Linked DNA regions of Arachis hypogaea: region 1 is linked to region 2. A link is a contact called in public Hi-C data. All regions are on one chromosome and are shown on one strand. Each heading gives the region's core, a stretch centred on a gene start, on an enhancer-like site or on the middle of the called end of the contact. The rest is flanking DNA. Distances are from core to core; before and after follow the strand shown. Region 1 holds the start of LOC112716027. Region 2 has its middle 31 kb from the start of LOC112718788.

Region 1 (6,068 bases), core at 2,922-5,421, 38 kb before region 2:
CTATATTTGGATCACATCTCTAAGAACTTTTACTAGAACATAATATATTTTACTCGTAGCTGTGAGAATCTTAGAATAATAAAATGTAATTATTTTAAATATAGTGATATATTTTGTGTAGTTTGCCCCGTAGTTTTCACTTTTCTTTTTTGGTATTCTTGAATTTTCACATTTTAATACCATTGTTGATGTACTACGATTTTGCTAAAATTTTTCCGCTGCCTCTGTTAGTTCGCGATACAATTCTGTCAAACATTTAATCTGAATACTATAAGATATTTAAATCTTATAAAAAATGGCACCTTCAAACATTTGGCATTCAAGAAATGATCCAACTTAATGTTATACATCTGAATTTTCTTTTTCAGAGTTTAAGAATGTTCTGCTCGCTATTTCATTTTTTTTTCTTTTTTCTTTCTTTTTTTTCCCCGTTGATCATCCATGCTCGTCCGGTCAAAATTTATAAAACAGGAAACTTCATATCAAATACCAAAAGAATATTGACCAACGAAAACAGAAAACTATAAACTTCTGGGGACAGTAGAAAAAGTACTGGAATTTGAATTCAAGTATCGAACAAAACAAGTTGATGTAAATGTTATGCATGAAGTGTGAAGTGATTGTTTTATTTACCTTGAAAATTTTGAAAGCGTACAACACGTTTACGTTCATCAAAATCTCTCCCTCTCTGACAAGATATAAAGTATATTCAAACCCACTTCAGGCAACAGAGTTTGTTGAAAAAGAAGATTATGAATGCTGAAACTAAAGAAATCGGAAAGAAACATCTATGGTTACATACACACGCCTTTCAGACATTATTCCGTGAAAGAGATGGCATCTGGTAGAAGCAAACCGCTCCGAGTGAAGTAAAAAAAATGTGGAAAAAAATTTCTACTTTGATTTGTGCTGACTATACCGTTGAATTCCATAAACATCAATGATACCGGGAGGGAAAACAGGGTCCGTTGCAGCTCTAACCGCGACTTTTGCAACTGACGTAACATTGACCGGAGGTGTCATTAGAGGTCCAACAAGTGGGATCTGGCTCAATGGCTTTGCATGTTGGAGAACCTGCGTACTCCAAGTGAATTGCATTACACTCAGAACCAAAGGACAGTAATGTATAATGTGGCATCAATGCAATCATACTGATGCTCAAGAAAAATCTGAACTTTAATCATACTAGTAATTTAGTAAACAATGACTCAAACTTCAATATCATGATGCTTACATCTAATGTCAATTGATTAAAGAACAAAAGTTATTCACACTTTATGATCGGAGGAGGTATCTCAATGTCACAAATACTAGGGAAAAAAATGAAATTACCATCTCCATTGGAGATCCAATTGCACCAAGGGGTATCTTCATGCTCCCAACAGTTCGAGTCCCGTATATAAACCCAGGCCTCAGAATCACTCCTGGAAAATGCACGAAGTTCCATTAGGTAACACAAATACCCACACTGAGAACTATTCCCAAACTTCCTCTAAATCTCTCAGGCATAAGGAAGAATTTTTTTTTTTTTTTTTTTTTACTAAGGAAACATCTTTGGAAAAGTCAGACCATAAAGATGGATGAGAATGAAATGTCACTCAGTAATGCCAAGACAGAAAATTTACCACCGTAAGGAAATCTGGTCAGAAGCTCTGTTTCAGCAGCTCTCTACATCAATAAGACAATATATTATTTTAAGGATCATGAAATAAAAAATGGAAATGACCATTTAAATAATTTTGTGTACTCTTGCCTAAAGAGAAGCATATGATATGTTTTATTTTATTCAGTGGAGTTTTACCACAAGGAAAAAAAGTTTCTGGCAAATTTCTTCAATGGATGATATGTTCCTCAAAATATACTTGATGATGAAGAGTTGGACATATTACCTTTCCTTCATAATAACCCCGCAATAAGAAATTAACTACGCCAAAGTCAGCAGCAGAGATATAGACAAATCTTTTAACACCTGCAAAACCACGCATAAATCATCCAAGAACAACGAGTAACATGGACTCTGAAAATGGAAAATAAAACTACTGCATAGTTAGCCAACCACAAATAATGAAAGCAGTTTCTGCAAAAATATATGTAACTGATAGGAAATTGGATGAAAGTGAACCCCTGATATCTGTTGAAGATTAAATAACTGTTATGTATATATACTTCTGTTGGAGTTCAATTGTGAATAGTACATCATTTTCATTTCAATTTATGTTTCTTTAAGTGGAATGTAGCATTCATTCTTATTCTAAGCTCAAGAGAAAGATATTTGCATTTCATGGGCATTGACCCAGCTACTCAAAGCAATAGTAGTAGAAAATAAGGTTGGCAAGAACATAAAAGTATATCAAAAATGACAAATGTTTTGAATCTTCAATTACCTTGATCTGCAGCTGCTCTAATTGCATTGATGTTAGCAGTTCCGTTAATTTTGTACATGTATGAGTTGGAGCCAAAACCGCCAACACATGAGATCTTAGGAAAGAAACATAATTAGCACAATGAACCTATGAATCATGAGGAAAACCAAAGAAGAAAAAGATAAAGCATGATCACAAACATTTACTTCTCCTTTCCATTTCAAACTATGAGCATCTTCGTCTTCTTTTTAAGAGTACTACTTATACCCGCTTCCCCCATCCCTTTGCTATCAAAAGTCAGGACCCACTACTCACACCCCATTATTGTGATTCACGATTGTATTCGTACTTAGTTACACATCCTCTAAAACTGTTCAGTTGTGTCTAATAGTTTGCTACACCCTACAATAGAAAATCCTTTTACAAGAAGAAAGGACAGCCCGGTGCACAAGCATCCCGCATTAATGCGGTAGGGTCCAAGAAAGGACTGCATCCAAAGGGTGTAATATAGGTATCCTAACTGATAATTACATCAGTGTAACTAATTCCAGGACTTGAACCCGTGATCTTGACATCACACAGAGACAACAAGACTGTTTCTCCAGGACTCAAATAAACACTTGAATATAAAAAAAGAACTGCACATATTTCTCTGTTTAGAAACTAGAGTGGTTGGTATTGGATATCTGAGCCACACTGCTATAAAAAATTGATCAAAACAGAGGTGATTCGCACCAAACAGATGAGTTGGCTTTGAGCTTCCTCTTACTTATGATTATCTGTATTTACTAGGCATTTTAACAAGATAAGTGAAAACTTACGACAGCAGTGACCCCATTGAGAGCTTCATTCAACGAATCACCCGAAAGGAGGTTCCCTGTTTACACAAAAACAATTGAGATATATTAGCCCATAATAGCACCGTGAAAAATGCAGAGTCCACAAGGAAAATAAAGAAAGTGAACAGCAGACCTTTATACCAGATGACATTGGTAGCCCATGAATCATGCAAGGATGACCTGCCAGACCTGCAACAAGTAAAACACAAAGTGAGTGGCATGAAATTGCACCAAACAAACAATTCTAATGGGAATGAAAGTGGGATTTGGAACCTGCTAAGACTGGCAACGGACAAACCACGATCTAAGGCTTCTCTACAAATATGTGAGCCAACAAATCCATTGCCTCCCAACACAAGTAACTTGAATTGCATTGAGTACAGATTAGGTTAAACTTACACACACGAAATTAAGTAAAAATAGAGTGAAAATAAATGCCGGTAGTAGAATAGAATGAATACCTTGTCTGTTGGGGGCGGAGGTATGTTTACCGTTTCAGCTTCTTCGACCTTGAAGGGTTCATCAACCTGATTGGAATCGGTGGTGAAACTTCTGGCGATCTTTGACGAGGCAGTTACACTTGAAGGAAAAACAAGCACACAAGTGAGCATAGAAATAATAAATTAGCGAATTGCATCGGTGTGGAACCAAATAGGGAAAAGGGAGAGAGGAAGAGACTTGAGCCTGGAAAAGGAAGGGTTGGAATGGATCAATCGAGAGACTAATGTCCTCATTTGAACCTCGAATGTGGCTGCACTTGCTGGATTCGTTGCTTGGGTTTTGAAATCAGAGTAAACCAAGGCAGAAGCAGAAGAAGAAGCATTAGAGCAGGAAGCAAGAGGAACACATGGCTACTCTAATTTCTGCCACGTCTCTAACCATATGTGGCTTCATTCCAGCCTCATTCATTTTCACTACGCCTTCTCCAGCTAACTAATTAGTAATTACCAATTCCTATAAGCCCAACCCAAACAAAATACCATGCCCAATTACTACATTTTTTTTAACTAAAAGTGTTGGCCCTAATCTTTTGAGTAAAATATTATTTTTGCCCCTTGGACAAGTCAAAGTTGTCCTTAATATTTCAATTGTCTTATTTATCTTGATATTTTAAATTTGACTTAATGTTGTCCTGTCAATAGAGATTCTTTAACAGAATTGACAGAACAAAATTGAGACAATTTTAAAATGTTAGAGACTTACATAGGACGAAAATATTAGGGACAAAAATGATACATAAAAATAAATTTTAATTTAATTTTATCTTTTAATAATATTAATTTTTTTACTGTACATAATATTCAATTATTTTTTAATTACATCTAAATAAATTACATTTAATCACATTACTTTCATTTTAAATAAATTTATTTTTTTATAATTTTAAAGAATTTTGATATATTAGAGACAAAAGGTATAATTTATATTTTATTATATATATTATTTTTTTTCTACAAGTTTATACACTAGTCATTCTACAAATATTTCATGATAACTAAAAATCTTTAAAAGTAAAATTATAAAAAAATTAATTTATTTAAAATGAAAATAATATGATTAAGTATAATTTACTTAGATGTGATTAAAAAATAATTGAATACTATGTATAGTAAAAATTGATATTATTGAAGAATAAAATTAAAATTTATTTCTATATCTTTTTTGTCCCAACATTTTCGTCCTATTTAAGTCCCTAACGTTTTAAAATCGTCTCAATCTTGTCCCGTTGTCAATTCTATTAACGGATTCTTGACGGTAGGACAACATTGAGCCAGTTTTGAAACGTTATGGACTTAAATAGGACGATTTGAAACGTTAAGGACAACTTTAAGACTTACCCCAAACGTTTAAAACAAAAACGATACTTTACTCTAATCTTTTTAATAAATAATTTGTCATTTTTATTATATTTTTTTAATACACCATCAGCTTTGTTTTTTTTTTTTTTTTTTGAAAAAAATAGCAACAATCTTTATATCAACATATAATTAATAAAATAAGAGTAAATTATTATTTTTATTTATAAAAGATGAAGGCATTGACATTTTTATTCATAAAAGACAAAAATTAAAATTATATATATGAAAGATTGGTTTTGTATCATAAAAAAAAGTATAGGTAACTAATAACATTCTTGAATAATGTGTGAACAATATGAATTAATAGGATTAAAAGAATAAATTTAATAAGTAGCATTAAATTAGAATGTAGTATACTTATATTTGATTGATGGATATTCATGTTGTTCAAGAGAATCATTGTTTCCTAGGCCCATCATAAAATTATCTACACCCAAAAATTCTAAATTACTTTGTCTCTTCCATCACCATCAGCATCGTCACCACATTATTCTCTCTCTCTCTCTCTCTAAATCTTCATCATCACCGTTAGTAACACCACCAACACCCAACTCTATTACTACTAACACCGCCGGCTCCAAGTTAAAGGCCATCTTCTATTTAAATTCTCAAGGATGAAGAAGTTCCTCACCTACTTCATTGTCACGCCGTTCAATATTTCAATTCAATTAAAATAAAATCATGGATTTTTCTTCTTTTACACCACAGAAACAACAAGACCCTATTCCCATGTCAATTAATCCTACCACCACCACTTCGCCCCTCATTCGCGGCTGCCATATCGCTGGCGGCATTGTCAATGTGTCTCTTGTCATCACTTGTCTTGCGTGCCTCTCACGACAGTTTTTATCTTCTAAGCCTTTTAGTCTCGTTGATGCCACTCTACTCTCCTCGGTAGCCACTCTTTGCTGTCACTTTATTCTTCTCTCCGTTTACTTACTTTTCGTTCTTCTCTGTTTTGACAATATCCATAAAAAGCTGCCTCTAAAACGATTTTGGAAAAGAAC
Region 2 (6,097 bases), core at 1,432-3,931:
TGCGCTGTTCTCGTTACAAGATCAATTTTATTTCAATTTGCCATCAGTTTATTAAGTTATTATAATCTTAGATTTGAGGACAGAATTTTCTTGTAAAAATTCCATTATATTTTAAAATTAACAACTAAAATGAGTTATTATGTATTTCTATAAATATATATTATTTAATTTATTTTGAAAAAATCTAGAGTGTCAGTAATTTTATTAAATTTTGGCCAGTATGTAATCAGTAAAAAAAATTAATAATTTCACACTATTAAATAAAATATCACATCATTAAAAATATTATTTATGATTACTTAATGACTATAAATCACAAAAGTTACTGGTCCTATTATTCTTTATTTATTTTTAATATATATTTTATATTTTCATATATATTTTATATTAATTAATAATTAATTCTAATAACTGATTTTATTTTATGGATATAAAATATTTTATTTTATTGCAAAAGGTTTAGATTAAAATTTTTCATATGTTTCGTGATTCTCAATGTAATAATTTTTAGGTAAGTTTTATAATATTTTTGTCATGATACTTAAATGGTTGAATTTATTTTTTAAAATAAAAAATAAAATATTTAAAATAAAAAATAAATTATATAAAATTTTTTAAAAATTATTTATTTTTTTAATAATTTAAGTATAATATAATAAGCACTATAACATTTATTTAAATTTGATTTATTTTAATATATTATCGTTAATCATGAAATATATAAAAAAATAATATTTTTACTAAAAACATTAACTCTTTGCTATTACCGATATCTTTGTAATGTGTTATGGTGGCACGAGTATCAGTGTGTCAGCGAATATGAGCATGAGATGATAAGGATGAATGACACGTGTTATTTGGTTATTGGACATGGTTGTGTGCTTAGCAAGCAAAAGCATTAAGCAACGAGTTGTCCGTGCTACGCGGCTACGCATCGCTGCCTCCTCCATTAATAATTTGAGAATTCAAAGAGTATCAGAATTTATTGTCATTGTTCAACATTTTTAGTTATTAATTTAATTTTTTATTTTAATAATTTAATAATATATTTTTAATTTATAATTTTAAATATTAATAATTAATTATTGACTAAAAATAATAATTTTACCAATTCTCTGACATTTATTATCATTTAATACTCTCAATTCAATTTGATTTTCTCTGCTAACCGACACCAAATCTACCTACTCATCACTGATGACTCATCCATCACATTTTAGTCAAATTAAGCATTCCATATTAGGGTGTTCTCTATTTTAAAATAAGTGTTTCTTCATTCTTTTAGTATTTAAATATATTAATTTTTTAATAAACTTAAAAATACAAAACAGGCTTATTTTTAAAATGAAAAAATATTATATAATTTTGTTTAGCACAAAAGACCAACCAAAGTGTCCTGAAGTAAATGAATTTTTAGTATAGTCATTTTAACTTTATTATTATTATTATTATTATTATTATTATTATTATTATTATTATTATTATTATTATTATACTGCAAGCTATTACACTTTTCTTCTGCCCACTAATTACATATTCCTCCACATTCTTAAAAGATCAAAGTAAAAAATAAAGACTCAATTCAATTTCGGTAAATTTTCATAAAAAATGATTTTTTTCTTTAAAATATTTTGGTTTTTAATATTATTATTTTGATATAATATAAACTATTTGTTAAAACAAATCTATAAAATAATATAAAATTAATTTTGTAAAAGTTTTATTTATAATTTATAAGCATTTTAAATTCATAAAACTTTGTTCAGTAATAAGATTAATTATCACTACTAATACTATTATTTTTTACATTATTATCATTAAACTTCTACTTTTACTATTTTTATTATATAATCATATTTTATTATCATTATTGTCTCATTTAACACTATAAACAAGACTACCAACACTATCAATATTATCATTTCTTTTACGATGATATTTTTCTTTTTAGAAAGATCTTCATAGTACAATCATTTTTCTTTTCTTATAACATTATTTTTGTTAATGGTCCTTTTTCACTTAACCATTACCGAAAAAAGAAATTTAAAAAATAACTATATTAATAGTTTATAAGGGGCTTAAACCCCATTCCATATTATAAAAAAACTTTTGCTTCTCCCAAAACAATTTCTATTATAATTTGGTGATTTTTTAACCAAGAATTCGTATTGTCTTAAATTAATAATGTTGAAAATTAAAATATTTATTTTAATGAAAAATTATGTTATCTTTTGTAAGAATGACCAAATACCAAGTTAAGTCTTGACTCTAAATCTCTTGTCATACTTTCATCAGGCTTAAAGTTTCGGTCAATTATAAAGAAAGTTATGAAGAATTACTTGAGATTAATCTTTTTCTATTTTTGAGGGACCTGATTTAAAGTAATCTTGTACATTTAATAAAGGTACAATAATACACACTCATAAGCATGTGAACAGTAAACTATGTGCAATCAACTGATCCCCTGTTTTATGCTGGGCAGACTCCCCTATCATTTAGGCCTTGAGTTGGCAGACTTCTTTTTTTTTTTGGTCATGAGTTGGCAGACTTCCAAATCAGTCAAAGTTGTAACTGTTTTGGGCTCATATAAAATATATTTATTCCTATAAAGCCCAATTAACTGGAATTTTTCAAATTTTGTATTTCAGCATCACTGAGTCAGCCTTTTAGCACATCGCCGTGTAGCCCAAACTGATCAAAACTTTTCAATCTAAAGAATTACATGGTAAACCACATAGATTATCCCCTCCCCAAAAACAATTAAAAAAAAAAAAAAACATAGATTATTATCTTCTAAAGATATCCTCAACCATGTCAAAAAAAAAAAGATATCCTCAACAATAAAAAATAATGAATAATGATTGGAAGTATTAATTAAATTTTATAGTATTTAAATAAATAAAAATTAAAATGTATATATTATCTTTGAAAATATTAAAAAGTAATTTTTTATTTAGAAATTAAAAAATGAATAAAAGTTTCAATTATTTCAAAAATTTTCTGCATACTAAAAATTAATTAATATATATTTACATATACATAATAATTTATATTTTTTAATTAAATAATTAACTATTAAAATAATCTAAGATACATGAATAATTAAAGTTATTTATAGTAATATAATAAATATTTAAAAAATACTAGATACTTATTCTTATATGCAATAACTATTGCAATCATTTTTTAAAAATAATTTCATCAAATAATCTACAAGTATTATTAATTAAGTAAATTCTTATAGTAGTCCCTGAGATTTACGCTATTACTCAATTTAATCATCCAGATTCTAATTTTACTATAGTGGTCCTTCTGATTGAGCTCCGAGCAATATAATGGTCCCTGAATCTCTTTCCGGTTATGAGTTATCAATCATAGTAATGATGTAACACTTCATTGCTATACTGGATGCTGCAATTTTGAAATTTGGATCTAATTTAGTCCCTCTTCGTTGTATAATCCTAATTTATTCCCTCCTTCTCCTCCTTCAAACTTTATCTTCATCTGCAGCTACTTGATTATATTATTATGGATTTTTCTTTTGCAGGTTCTTCTTGTGGGTCCCCTTGATTATGAGGTTATTGGAGGCAGTGTTGTGTTCAAATTAAGGGGAGAATTTGCTTGAAATAGAACCAAAGAAGCAGTCACTAGCTGGTCTTTTTATGAGTTTTCCATCCCCTATTAAGATTTTTGTTATTTTTAACTTTTTGACTTTTACCTCCATCTGTAACAGATCATAGTAGTTCAAGGAAGAAGCAACTAGAAGCTAACTCAGCAGTAGCTTAATCAAGTTGAAAAAATTAGTTAGATCATTGTACAACTAGTATAGAGTTAGTTAGCATGTAACTTAATTAGTTTAGCTAGTTAACTGTACCTTAGGTGAGAATATATATATAGTGTATATAAAGTTTGTAGGTATATGGTGTGAAATTTATAACTCACAAACTAATCGGTAAGTATACCAGGTCGTACCAAGTAGTACCTCAAGTGAATGAGGGTCGATCTCATGAGGATTAATAGACTAAGTAACAATGGTTAAGTGATTTACTTAGTTAGACAAACAAAAAATGGTATTTGAAGGTTCAAAAGCATTAACAGTAAATTCAGAATATTAGAAAGCAGCAGTAAAATGAGTTGTGAATAATATATGGAGAAACAGTTAAGGCTTCAGAGATATCTATCTTCTGAATTGACTTTTCTTACTAACTATTTTAATCATGCAAGATTTAATTCATGGAAAACTATTTGTGACGAAACCCTAATTTCTTAGACCTTTTTAGTCTCCTCTAAAATTCATCAATCGCTAATTTCTTGGTCACTTAATACCAATTAGAATTTCAATTCTAGTTTATATGCCCAAATATAAGAGGATTATATGTCACGTATCCCGTTAAGTCCAGATAACTAGAAATTTAGGAGAATATGTTTTCAATCTATTGTTCAAATAAATAGCTTTTCCAAGTTATACAAGAATTCAATTAGAATAAGGGTCATATTTTCGTTCCACCCAAATTCATAAGATAAAGAACGAAAATAATTCTTGAAACATAAATAAGTACATAAATTAAAATAGAAAAATAATATTATCAATCCATACAATAGACAGAGCTCCTAACCTTAACAATGGAGGTTTAGCTGCTCATGGTTCAGAGAGAAAACTAGGATTCAGAAAAACTGTAAATTGTGGAATGAGGTCCAAGAGCCGAGCCCGAAGGGTTGATTCTTTTTCCTTTTATATCTAATTCTAATTAATGTAAATTATAATTTCTAAAACTAAATAATATATTTTCTCATTTTAAAATAAAATAAAAATGCAATCAAAATTAATAAGATTCATGCGCAGCCTTGTATGAGTGTCTGGGGACCACTTGGGTTATTAGGATCCACGCTAAACTTGGAAATTCTCAAGTTTAGCGTGGATGAGGCAGTGTCTCCTTTGGTGCGTTCCTGAGTCCACGTTAAACTTGAGAATTTCCAAGTTCAGCGTGGAGGAGGCAGTGGCTTCTTCGTTGGTTTTTCCTTTGAGTCCACACTGAATTTGGAGATCCTCAAGTTCAGTGTGGAGGAGGCCGAATCAAATGAAAGAAAAGGGTATACTATTATATCTCGTTGGAAAGCTCTAGAAGTTAGCTTTCCAATGCCTTTGAAATTACGTCAATTGGACCTCTGTAGCTCAGGTTATTTTTGTTTGAGTGCAAGGAGGTCGGGGTTGACAACATCATTCGCTTTCTTCTTTTTCTGCTACAAAACTCCGTCAAATCCATCCGAATGCTGTCTGAAATAAATAGAATTGCACACAAATCAAAGTAGCATCTATAGTGGCTAAAAGATATTTAAATCTTGATTAAACTCAACAATTTGAATGCAAATTCACTAGAAAAATATAGAGAAGATGCTCACGCATCAGTGTAATTTCAAATATTGAGACTTATTCTTCTTACTCTTTCATTTTCTAAATCTCACTAATCTCTGAACTGTCTTCCCTTTTCCACTCTCACTTCACAAAGTTTACACCAAACCAGAGTTTTCACATGGTGCGGTGAGTGTGGACGTGTGAATATCGAGCTTTGAGAGGTTATGTTCTTCGTGATCTTTGTGACAGGTGACTCCTAGTGTGGAGGTTCGCTAACAGCAACCATGACATGTGATGATGAAGTGATGAGTTAGATCTAGATTAAAATCAAGGTTTTTCAACGAACAGTTATCAGACCTTTGGTTGATTGATGAACTATTTCTCAACGATTCAAACACATACTTCTCGATCCAATGTGAATCTTATGCAAGATCCAATGAGTTCGTATATTTTGAATTTAAGTGAGCATCCAGGTATTTCTTTAACAACTACTCCTCTGAACACTAAGAACTATTATGTTTGGGACAGATCGATATAGATTTTTATCAAAAAAAAAAAAACAAGATTATGTTTATTGATGGAAATCTGTGAAAATCATATCAAACGGATCCAACACTTTAGGCTTGGGATACTTTTCTATTGTCTTGGCTTTATGCCTCTATAAGTGCTGAAATATTACCCAGTGTCATATAATGTAATGATACATATGAGCTTTGGGAGAAACTTAACCATCGATTTATTAGG

What was found. A called contact is a pair of places that touch in the nucleus more often than the background predicts.
Region 1: a contact with region 2 is called in a Hi-C map of leaf, with 4 times the contacts expected there. The contact joins the promoter of LOC112716027 here to the enhancer-like site in region 2. A contact is called at or near these places in 2 of 8 Hi-C or Micro-C datasets (leaf and an unstated tissue).

Annotation. Positions count from the first base shown.
Region 1 is chr10:96,190,328-96,196,395 of arahy.Tifrunner.gnm2.J5K5, reverse strand. It overlaps LOC112716027, which reads right to left and starts at 4,171. Exons shown (of 10, transcript XM_025767867.2): 1 at 3,881-4,171; 2 at 3,664-3,781; 3 at 3,476-3,564; 4 at 3,336-3,391; 5 at 3,185-3,240; 6 at 2,385-2,478; 7 at 1,890-1,969; 8 at 1,626-1,668; 9 at 1,333-1,424; 10 at 599-1,074. The coding sequence starts at 3,936. The coding sequence ends at 895.
Region 2 is chr10:96,150,570-96,156,666 of arahy.Tifrunner.gnm2.J5K5, reverse strand. No RefSeq gene overlaps it. Among protein-coding and RNA genes, the nearest start is that of LOC112718788, 31 kb to the right of the region's middle. Within about 2 kb of position 2,681, at least 3 of the 3 cell types and tissues checked have open chromatin away from gene starts, as enhancers often do.